Regions from separate parts of the Triticum aestivum genome. Here region 2 is linked to region 1. The links are chromatin contacts, called in public Hi-C maps. All regions are on one chromosome and are shown on one strand. The core of a region is the stretch at or near the end of the contact, and the rest is flanking DNA. Distances in the headings are between cores, read along the strand shown.

The links. Hi-C and Micro-C count contacts between places; a contact is called where the count stands out from the background.
Region 2: a Hi-C map of leaf shows a contact between it and region 1, with 6 times the contacts expected there. The contact joins the promoter of LOC123061750 here to the promoter of LOC123061749 in region 1. A contact is called at or near these places in 2 of 5 Hi-C or Micro-C datasets (both in leaf).

Annotation. Positions count from the first base shown.
Region 1 is chr3A:482,309,246-482,314,490 of IWGSC CS RefSeq v2.1, forward strand. It overlaps LOC123061749 (mitochondrial carrier protein CoAc1), which reads right to left and starts at 3,046. Exons shown (of 7, transcript XM_044484998.1): 1 at 2,549-3,046; 2 at 1,708-1,793; 3 at 1,409-1,616; 4 at 78-207. The coding sequence starts at 2,716.
Region 2 is chr3A:482,738,375-482,743,619 of IWGSC CS RefSeq v2.1, forward strand. It overlaps LOC123061750 (protein IQ-DOMAIN 6), which reads left to right and starts at 2,207. Exons shown (of 4, transcript XM_044484999.1): 1 at 2,207-2,677; 2 at 2,767-2,994; 3 at 3,594-3,707; 4 at 3,826-4,736. The coding sequence starts at 2,378. The coding sequence ends at 4,479.

The sequences.
Region 1 (5,245 bases), core at 1,796-4,295:
ATATATATAGCTCACAGCAAGTATAGATGGTGTTTAAGTACTAGTGGTATAACATGGCTGTAAGACTGTATCCATACCTACTCCACGATACAGCGCTCGCACTCCACCCTCTGAGTAAACACCTCTGAAGACATCTTTTATTCCTCCATATGATGGTGGAGCAATTGGCCTTTTCAAACCATTGCTAGGTTGATCTGTGTTATTAACCTGTAAGCAATGTAAAACAAGTTCAACACAACAGAATGAAAGTTAAAAAATAGCAATTCAAACAACACAAGGGATCTTCCTAGAATTTGGGAACATCACTACTACTAGAACCCAGAAAAAAAATTGTATTGAAGGAACAACATACTTGTTCACAAGAGATGACTGATGGACAGTTCAGAGTTTAGGCACCATTTTCTAGTAGTAATGTAATTTACTAGTTTACTAGTCCGTGAACTTGCACGGATAGGTGTTGTTATCTCACAGCAGCATAATGCAAACAGTTGAGCAGGAATACACTTTATGCAATGTGCTTTACAAAAATGCTTAGGTAATCCCCTGAGCAACATAATCAGGTGTTGACCTCCTGAACCTACAAAAGTACTGCCTCAATGCTTCAGGAGAAGGCTTATAAATTTTGTCTTAAGGCAAACGGTGCAAAGTTTGAACTTGGTCAAACTTTGCACGTTTGACTCCAAACAAAATTATTAAGCCTTTTCAAGGATGGATGGAGTATGCCAAAATACAGCCTGGTGGCGGTTTAGGATGCCAGATTTGCTAAAATATGGATGTGGTTTTGTCGTGCGTGCAGCTTATATCAGCACATTCTAACAGCCCAGCAACATCCTAGTCAGTTATAGCAGATAAAAAAGGTTCCTCATTCCAACATAATGAACTGATGTTTCATCAAATACTGAAGTTCTTACAAAATTAATCATCAGACAAATATCCAGAACACTATGTAGAAAAAGGATTTTTATTTTGTTGTCATCATAGCAAAATTTGGTGACTTAAGGTACATACGTGACAAACCAACATCCATGTCAGCGAAATCACACCTCAAAGTTCCTCGATGAACCAGTTCTCTATATTCAGGGGTGTATATCTGTTTGTGCAGTACAAGGGTTGAATGGAATTTCGTGTGTCCGCGTGTGAGTGTACAAGTATGTCCAGGGAGAGGCAGGAGAGGGGGGAGGGGACAAAGTTATAGAAGCGCCTTTCACCAATTTGTTGGGTATCAGTTTCAAGATCGTTTTTGCAAACAATTTTGTTGACTGTATGATTAATTATTACCTTATCAAACCAATTTGATACTGAGTACTAAGATTGTGCTCTACGATTGAGTATGAATATGTAAGCACAGGAGTACACAGTAATACAACAACAACAAAACCTGCTAAAATGTGAGCACACAGTACAATACCTGGAATGCAAGCTTGGTCCTAGCCAAGTCCAAGGGATAAGTGCACAAGACTGCAGTCCCGCCTGATGCTGAGCCTGCTAAAAGATCTACCACAGGTCCTGTGCCAAGTGTAGGGCAGTTACCCAAGATCCAACACCTGTATCGCTCATACGCCATATAATGTAATGCAGCATAAGGAACAATTCTTAACACACTGGCACCATTTCCCCTGAAGTAGTACCAAGACATGGTTAGCTAAACATATTATATGCATCTTCTGTAATAGTAGTATACAAGTAATGACTTGAATTGCAACATACTTGTAAAATCCCAAGACACCATCATGTTTTCTCAGTTTATTCAAGGATTTCAGAACTCCGAGAGACCTGAACTCATTTGTTCTAGTCTGCAGAATCAGAAAGTAAGAATGTGTTAGCAATCATAATCATTTAGAAACTTATAACTTGAATGAGAACATCTAAACCTCCCAAAATAGTATCATGCGCAAATTAGGCACGCAAAACTAATGAAGCAGCTGGTAGCTACTGCCACATCTTGCATACACAAGACCAATGGAAACAGACACTATATCAATCCTATGGAAGTGGAACTTGGTAACCGTCACATCAACAATAGCCTTCTTTACCAAATGGCACCACAAGTTGCATGGAGAAGATCTCATAATGCTGAGAAAATCTCTCATGACCATATCCCAGCAACGCAGCCCTCCAAAATCTCTCATGCTTAATGGAACAACGTTAATAGACCTAGGCATGCTTATGGTACAGAATGTAGAAGCGCCTATAGCACAGCCTCACATCTGCAAGTCTGCAACTGCCAGGCGTGCCATGTAAATCGGTTTCACTAAAACAGAGCTAATGTTCTATGTCAACAGAACTGATGCACAAAGGCACACTTGCGCATCAGTTTCATTGACATGGAACTCGTGTCGAGGGACGTCCAGTCACATTCAATCACAGGCTTAGGAGAGGCGTGTCCTTCTCAATATTAAGGAGCGTGTTATCACATTCACGGGCTTCAAAATCGCCTTTCGACTAACAACAATCTTGACGTTGACATATCATGCCTAAAGCCGCATACCCACGAAAACTCCATGAACAAAATCTCTATCATCCATGTGGGCGGAGGAGCAGAACGAACCTGTAGCAATATCTTGAGGCGCTCGAGCGGCGCGATGGCGGTCTTGGAGAAAGCACCGGCGACCCCGCCGGCAATCATCTCCTTGGCGAAGACGGGCATGAGGTCGAGCGCGCAGAGGTCGACCCGGGCCGCCGCCACGGCAGCCGAGCCCTGCGAGGGGGTACCCATGCCGACGGCGCGCTCCTTTCATCCAAATCAAGCACCCCCAGCGCGAAGAATATCCTCCTGGGGCGCCGGCCCGAAGGATCCCGCCGGTCGGGTCACTTGCGCGGCGGTCCGGTCAGGCCAGCCCGGCCTTGCGGCCCACGACTCCTCCGCCGCCGCCGGATTTGACCGAGGCGACGACCTGCTTCCCACGGCCACGGGGGTCGATTTGCGGTTTGCTCTGGCTCCTTTTTTGGAGATTTATATAATAATAAAAATGAATGTTGAGGATGGAGGGGGGGATGTGCAGGGCGTGGCGTGGTGGCGGTGGCCGAAGGGGCGATGAGTAATATGCGGGAGAATCTTCGCGGCCAAACCTTAAATATCAACGCCGGTTGCCAGGAAAGCAGGTTTGCTGCTTTGGTTCGCGTGTGGCGCCCTACTACCCGTGCGTGGAAATGTCTGGCGAGTCTTGTTCCGAAACGTGCAGTCCAAGGAGTCGTACACGCGAAGAGTCCAAATTGCACTTCTCCTTTTTGAGAATCCGTCTATGGTTCGGTGGAAACATATCCGATTGGGAAAATATAAATACGGAAACCAACATTTGCTAGAAACCCATAAAAAAAAGTTTCAAACATGTTACGGGATGTGAGTTATAAAAAAGACGAAATCAGCATTGAAAAATGTCATACAGTAACGTCACTATTCATTGCTGAATTTATCTTTTTTGTAGCTCGCATCCGTAATGTGTTTTCACTTAAAATTTCACATGACAATATAACACCATCCTCTTAACATCCCATATTTTTCGAAAAAAATTAAAACTTTCAAACATGGTTTTCACAGAGTTTTCATTGGATGTTGGTTCCCGTATGATATTCTCTCTATCCGATTGTACAGTGAAAAACGGATATTTTCAAATAATACTTTTAATAATTTTGAAAAATAATACATCGTTTTCAAATGTTACGAAAATAATACAGCGTCGAATTAGGTTGAGCCGACTGGATCCGGTTGGCCATGGCGTAGCCGATTAGAATCCAGTTGGCTTAACCTAAGCCGACTAGGATCCCCTCGTCCATGCGGCAGCCGATAGGGCCCGCTCGTCCACGCGGCAGCCGACCAGTGGCCGGACCACGTCACTCGGCCTAGCTGGCCACCAGTCGGCCACGCCTTAGATGATAGCCCAATCGACTTCGGCTTAGTCGAAAGGTGGCCACTTAGCCATCGGGTCGGCCCTCTTTCTCTCTTCTTCCTCTCTCTTCCTCCTGTCTTTTTCTCCTCTCAATAACCGAAGCGCCTCAATTTAATACTTCTTTGTGAGTCGATTGTTTGCCCGATTTCCATCGTAGTTTCAGTCTAGAGGATTGGGGGAGGCAAGGGAAACCTCGATCTCGTGATTGGATAGCTCATGGTGGTCTTGGTGATGGTTTTTGTGGTGGTGGTATGGTGGTGCTCCGGTGAGAGAAGTCTGTCGGACCCGTGGGATTGGGGGTACCCAGGCCCGTCTACCTACGGCCCAGGAAGCGGCGCGTGACGTGGGCCCAGAATGGCCCACCTTCAAGTTTCACGAGCAAGGCCCTCGCCTCGTGAGGCGCACGTCAGCAAGTACCCTCCGGAGCTCCCCAAGTCCCTGACGCAAGGTACCTTCTGAAGCTGCCTCCGAGACCCCTCGCGGGGCGGATATGTATCCATGGAGATGCATAGCAACGAGAGGGGAGAGTGTGTCTACGTACTCTCGTAGACCGTAGGCGGAAGCGTTTATTAACGCGGTTGATGTAGTCGAATTTCTTCGCGATCCAACCGATCGAGTACCGAACGTACGGCACCTCCGCGTTCAGCACACGTTCAGCTCGCTGACGTCCTCGCATTCTTGATCCAGCAAGACGGGCGAAGTAGTGGATGAGTTTCGACAGCACGACGGCGTGGTGACGGTGGCGGTGATGCTATCTCTGCAGGGTTTCGCCCAAGCACTCCGAAAATATGATCGAGGGACGAACCTGTGGAGGGGATGCCACACACGGCTAAGAGATTGTCGTCAGCTTTGTGTGGCATCCCCTCCCACATATATATAGGTGGGGGGAAGAGGGGTGATTGCGGCTTGAACTACGTCCCCAAAGAGGAAGGGATGATGTAGCACATCGACGGTAGGTATTTCCCTCAGTGATGAGACCAAGGTTATCGAACCGATAGGAGAATCACGCAACACTACGTAAACAGTACCTACACATAATGAACAAATACTTACGACCCAACGTGCTAAAGGGTTTGTCAATCCCTTTCGGGTTACGGTGCCAGAAATTGTCGAGTTGACGGGATAAAAATATGATAGACTAGATAAATTGATTACGAATAAATGCAAAATAAAATAAAGTGCAGTAAGGTATTTCTGGGTTTTTGGATTAATAGATCTGAAAATAAAAGTGAATAAAAATAGATCTTGAAGGTAAATATAATAAAGAAGAGATCCGGGGGCCGTAGATTTCACTAGTGGCTTCTCTCGAGAAAAATAGCATACGGTGGGTAAACAAATTACTGTTGGGCAATTGATAG
Region 2 (5,245 bases), core at 957-3,456, 430 kb after region 1:
CCAAGCAAAAAACTTAGAGGGTGCTTGGATACAAGGGACTATTTTTAGTCTGACTAAAAATAGTCTCTTTTAGAGAGGCTAGAACTAGTCTTAAGGCTAAAATCTTTTAGTCATGGGAAACCTACTAAAATATGTATTAGCTCTCTCTCTCCTCATTTAATTCCTCTCCTTAGTTCTGGATTGGAGGGTTTGGAGGATAATAAATGCTCAATAACTAGATTTTAGTCTCTTTAGTATTTGGATCCAAGCATGGGTGAGACTAGCAAATTTTAGTCGCACTACTTTTAGTCATGGGACTAAAACGTATCCAAGCATGCTCTTAAGTGTGGCTGGCCCGATCGTTGAAGAAATCAAGATGCTGGGAAGGACTCTTGAAGGTTTTAAAGCTTCCTGGGTTAAAAGGTAAGGGAACCAAGGGTGTGTTTGCTCTCTGTTATGGGATGGAACGTAATAGGTCGGACCCATCCAGAAAAACCATTCTCGCGTTTGGCTCGTCATAGAAACCGGAACCCACCAGTTCCCAGGAACGGCATATTCGCCCATTATCCCGAACCGGGCCGTTCCTCGAAAACGAGCGGACCACGCGGAACGCCTCTCTGCCCCGACTCTGATCCTCTCCCTCGTCTCTCTCCGCCTCGGTGCACCGCCAGCCGCCACCCCTCGTCTCTCTCCCCGTCTGATCTGCGACGCCGTCGGCCACTCTCGCGTCTCGCCCTCTCCGGCGCCGCCACTCCCTCCCCAATCTTGCGCGCGCCGCCACTAGCAGCCCACCGCACGCGGCGTGGATCGCCACCTCCTCGTGTTGGTGCTTCTTGCCGTCGCGCTCGCGGCCCTCTCACTCGTTTTCTTCAGCCGAGCAGGGAGACCAGGCAGCCCTCTCAGTCGTCTTCTTCAGCCGGTCGAGCGCACCTGAAGTGCCCATCTTCGGTCGCCGCGAGCTCGCGCACGTCGTTCTTCTGGTTCTGGTTTCCCTCATCTCTCTTGGTGCGGCAGCGGCGTGCGGGGCCGGTGGCCGGCTGGGCAGCGACAGGCGGCATACATTATACATGCACTAGGCAACGACTCAGCTGCGCAGCAAACAACAGTAGGCAGCAGCGACTAACAACAGTTCCAGTATTATTACAATGCAACCTCTGATTATCACTCGTCACATTCGCCGTCCATTGATTTTTCCAATCCTGTGATGTTGGCAGAACCATGAGTTGTGGCTACCTGAACTCTTGATTTGTTCTGCACCGCAACGTCTAATGCACCGTTCTCTGAATCAGTTTAATGAGATGAACAATTCTATTCCATTTCATATCTCAAACCAAACACCAAAACGTAATCGTTCCATTCCTCACAATTGCTCCTACCAAACATAAAGACGGAACCAACCCGTTCTGGTGGAATGGAACCATTACATTCCGTTCCACTTCGTTCTCGAACCAAACACACCCCAAGAAGCTCACTTGTTAGTTAGAGAAGGAGTTAGTAAGGAACTATGTAGTTTTTGGCCGAGCAATCCGCCTGACTGTATTCTGCATGTATTATCCGATGAAATCCCAGGTGTAGGATGATTAATAAAGGTTGATGATGATTCTAAAAAAAAAAAGAGTAGCACGGGGTGTTCCCACTTGTTACTCGTGGTCACAGGCTTCAATGCGCTTCATCAATTGTATACTCCTCCAAAAAAACCAAGGAAATAAAAGTTGTATTTTTTGTACTACTGTACTCCAACTCAAAGAGAAAAGAGAAAAGTTTATACCAAAATAAAATTTCAAGACACGATTCATTTTCTTTCTGAAGCTTCTACACACGATTTCGAGTTCCGTACGCGGGCCGCGCCTCGTCATCGCGAAGGCGAAAGCAGCCACGAGTTCAAACTCACAAGCCCGGGCGTTCCTCCAACGGTCCGGGTCCCGACACGCACCTCCGGCCAAGGCTGACGCTCTGGCCCACACGGCAGCGTCCCCGGCCCGTCGTCCCTCGCCCGAGCCTTCCTTCTTTCGCGAAGCCCCAGACACGGCCGCTGCAGAAAGCGTCCGCGTGACGGCGTCCGCCGCGAATGCCGCGCCTCTTTGTCGCTCCGCAGCGAGGGACCACGCGCCAGCGTCCGAGACGGCCACGAGTGGGCCCGACATCGCGGGCCCCGTTTCACCCCGGCCCGCTTTCCCGGCTCCGGGCTCATCCCCCATTTCAAAATTTGAACCGCCCCGAACGGCTCTCCCTGCCCCGCGCTGCACAGCCTCGTAAACCGTTTCCGAATTAAGCGCACGTCGCCCAACAAGTCAAATCCTCCCGTTTGGCCGTTCCCCATTCACGGACTAGCGCCCGCTCTTCTCACTTCCAGAGATAACGCGAGAGACCATTGCCTCTGCGGAGCGTGGATCGATCGATGGGCGCGTCGGGGAAGTGGATCAAGACGCTGGTCGGGCTCAAGACGGCGGCGGCGGAGAAGGAGAGGCACGCCGGGGGGAAGGGCCGGAAGTGGAGCCGCCTCTGGCGGAGCTCGTCGGGCGGGCAGAGGGGCGCCGCGTCGGCGGCCGCCTCGGAGGTCTCCGAGACGTCCTCCGCCGCCGCCGACGCGCTCAGCTCCGTCGTCGCGGCCGTGGTGCGCGCGCCGCCCAGGGACTTCCGCGTCATCAGGCAGGAGTGGGCGGCCGTCCGCATCCAGACCGCCTTCCGCGGCTTCCTGGTAGGTCGCTCGCGTCGCGCCCTCGATCCGATTCCGGCGGCAAAGTTTCAGCTTCTTCAGCGTCGCGTTTCCCTTGGGTGCTCGTGCAGGCCAGGAGGGCGCTGAGGGCGCTGCGGGGCATCGTGCGGCTGCAGGCGCTGGTGCGCGGCCGCCGCGTGCGCAAGCAGCTGGCCGTCACGGTCAAGTGCATGCAGGCGCTCGTCAGGGTGCAGGCGCGTGCGAGGGACCGGCGCACGCGGCTGTCGGCTGACGGCCGAGACTCGCAGGATACGCTCGACGACCACAGCAGCCACGCGGATCCCGTCAAGGAAGCAGAGGTATATACTTTGGTTCAAGGATTAATTATGTTGTACTCCGTAGTATGATATTTATATATGCACTGTGCTTGGTCTGCTTGTGCAAATAGATACCATACTGTCAGAAAGTAAAATTAGGTATTGTATACTTAATCAGTTGATGTGATGTGCTACTTTCTGTTCTTCTGAAACGAATGTGATGTGTTACTTTCACTAGACAGAGACTTGCTGCGGTTGCGGTAGGATTGCCCTCTTCATGATGAAAGATTGATATGACCATATGGACATTTATCTCCCTTTATTTTAAGCAATGATTTGAGATAATGTTTTCTGTTGACCATGATCGTCCGAGTGAGTCATTATAGTGCGCACTGGGCAGTGGCATTGTTTGGTGTGCCTTCCTTGGGAGATGCTACCAATAATGCATCTTTGAAAGTTGTTCTTGCCATGTCAGGCTTGCCGACTTGTGTTGTTTCAGTGTATTACCTACTAGCACAATTAGCATATAGTCCTCCACAATCCTATTCTTAATAGTCATATGATGCTGCTGCAAATGATAAGAGAGTATTGGATGATCCTGCTGATGTTTCCATGTTTGGCTGGCATTGTTCACATTGCAGACAGGATGGTGTGATAGCCAAGGAACTGTTGATGATGTCAGATCAAAGATACACATGAGACGTGAGGGCGCAATCAAGAGAGAAAGGGCAATTGCGTATGCTCTTTCTCACCAGGTACATCCTGCTCAAATATTCTGGGCACATAAACAAGTTCTTCATCCTGTTTGACATTTTTTTTAGAAAAAAAAAATTCTTCATCCTGTTTGACATGATGTCGTGTTTCTTTTTGCAGCGGAACCCAAACCACAATGGAAGACCTAGCTCTCCTGCTGTTTCTCTTAAGAATCATGGGACTAACAGGAGCAATCAGTGGAGCTATTTGGACGGGTGGATGACAACAAAACCTTGGGAGAGTCGCCTTATGGAGCAATCACATAGCGAACAGACCAACTCACGTTGTTCAGAGAGTATCGACGAGATGAACGAAGTCAGCTCAAAACTTTCTGAAGCAAGCTCAGTCAAGATCAGAAGAAACAATGTCACAACTAGGGTGTCAGCAAAGCCTCCTTCCGTAATCGCGGTATGCGACGAGAGTGCTCCGTCAACATCTTCAGTCACTCAGATGACTGGCAACCATTTCGCGACATCAGAAAGGAGATCTGATTGTGGCCAGGGTGGTGCACCGAGCTATATGGGCTTGACCAAATCAGCCAAGGCAAGGCTGAGTGGTTCTTCTAGCACTCACAAGCCACCACTTCAAAGACAAGGCTCTGCTGACACACACAATTACAGCAGGGGGGCATTCTCTTCAATAGATGTTCAAAGCACCGCTGGCTCCGAGGTTTCTGTTACCTCAAAGAGGTTGAACGGTTTAACTCTGAAGGGTCGAGGCACTAGAAGAAGCATGGACAAGGAGAACGATGATCAATCTAATTCCTTCTTTTAGGACGTGAACCCTACTTATTATTTGTTCCCGTATTAGCGGTCTAGTGCTAACATGTAAGTATTTTGTCAGTTCAATGCCTCATTGCTTATTCTGATATCCATATTTATGGTGTACAAATGTGAAACCAGCCAACGGTCGAACCTGTTCTGTCTGTTGCATTACAAAATCTCCGGGGTTTAACTGCAGTTAGGCTGGATGGTTAGTGGTTATTGCTAGTTCGGCTGAATTGCCAGAAATGAATTGATGGTAATTGAGTACTGAACAACAGAAGTAATCTGAGTGTATATTTATTTGGAGACTAATCATCTACTCCTTGCTTTGCTCTACTCACAAGATGTGGAGTGTATATCTCCTTACTGCAAACTGCAGCAATTTTGAATTGTATACATTGACTTCATAACCACTGAGATTTGTCTGAACCAAATCTCAATACTAGGCCCGACGTACTTGCTACCAATTCTTGATTGTAACTCTATTTATTTTATTTTGAAATTTGCTAGCATGCAAATGTGAACAACAAATATTGAGTTTCAACCTTGTTTATTTTGGTGGCTTTATAAAAAACAATTGACCTTCAAAAGAGAGCCATGAATGTTGAATTAGTAGTAGTATGTGCTTTAGAACCCCAAAAGGCAGCCAGTTTTGTGGCGTGCTGTAATACAGGAGGAAATCGGGAGAGGTGATTTGCAGTCTTATGAAGTTTGTGTATTACAGAGTACTCATATAGATTTCGAGGAACTGCTTAGTTAATTGAGTATAACCGGCC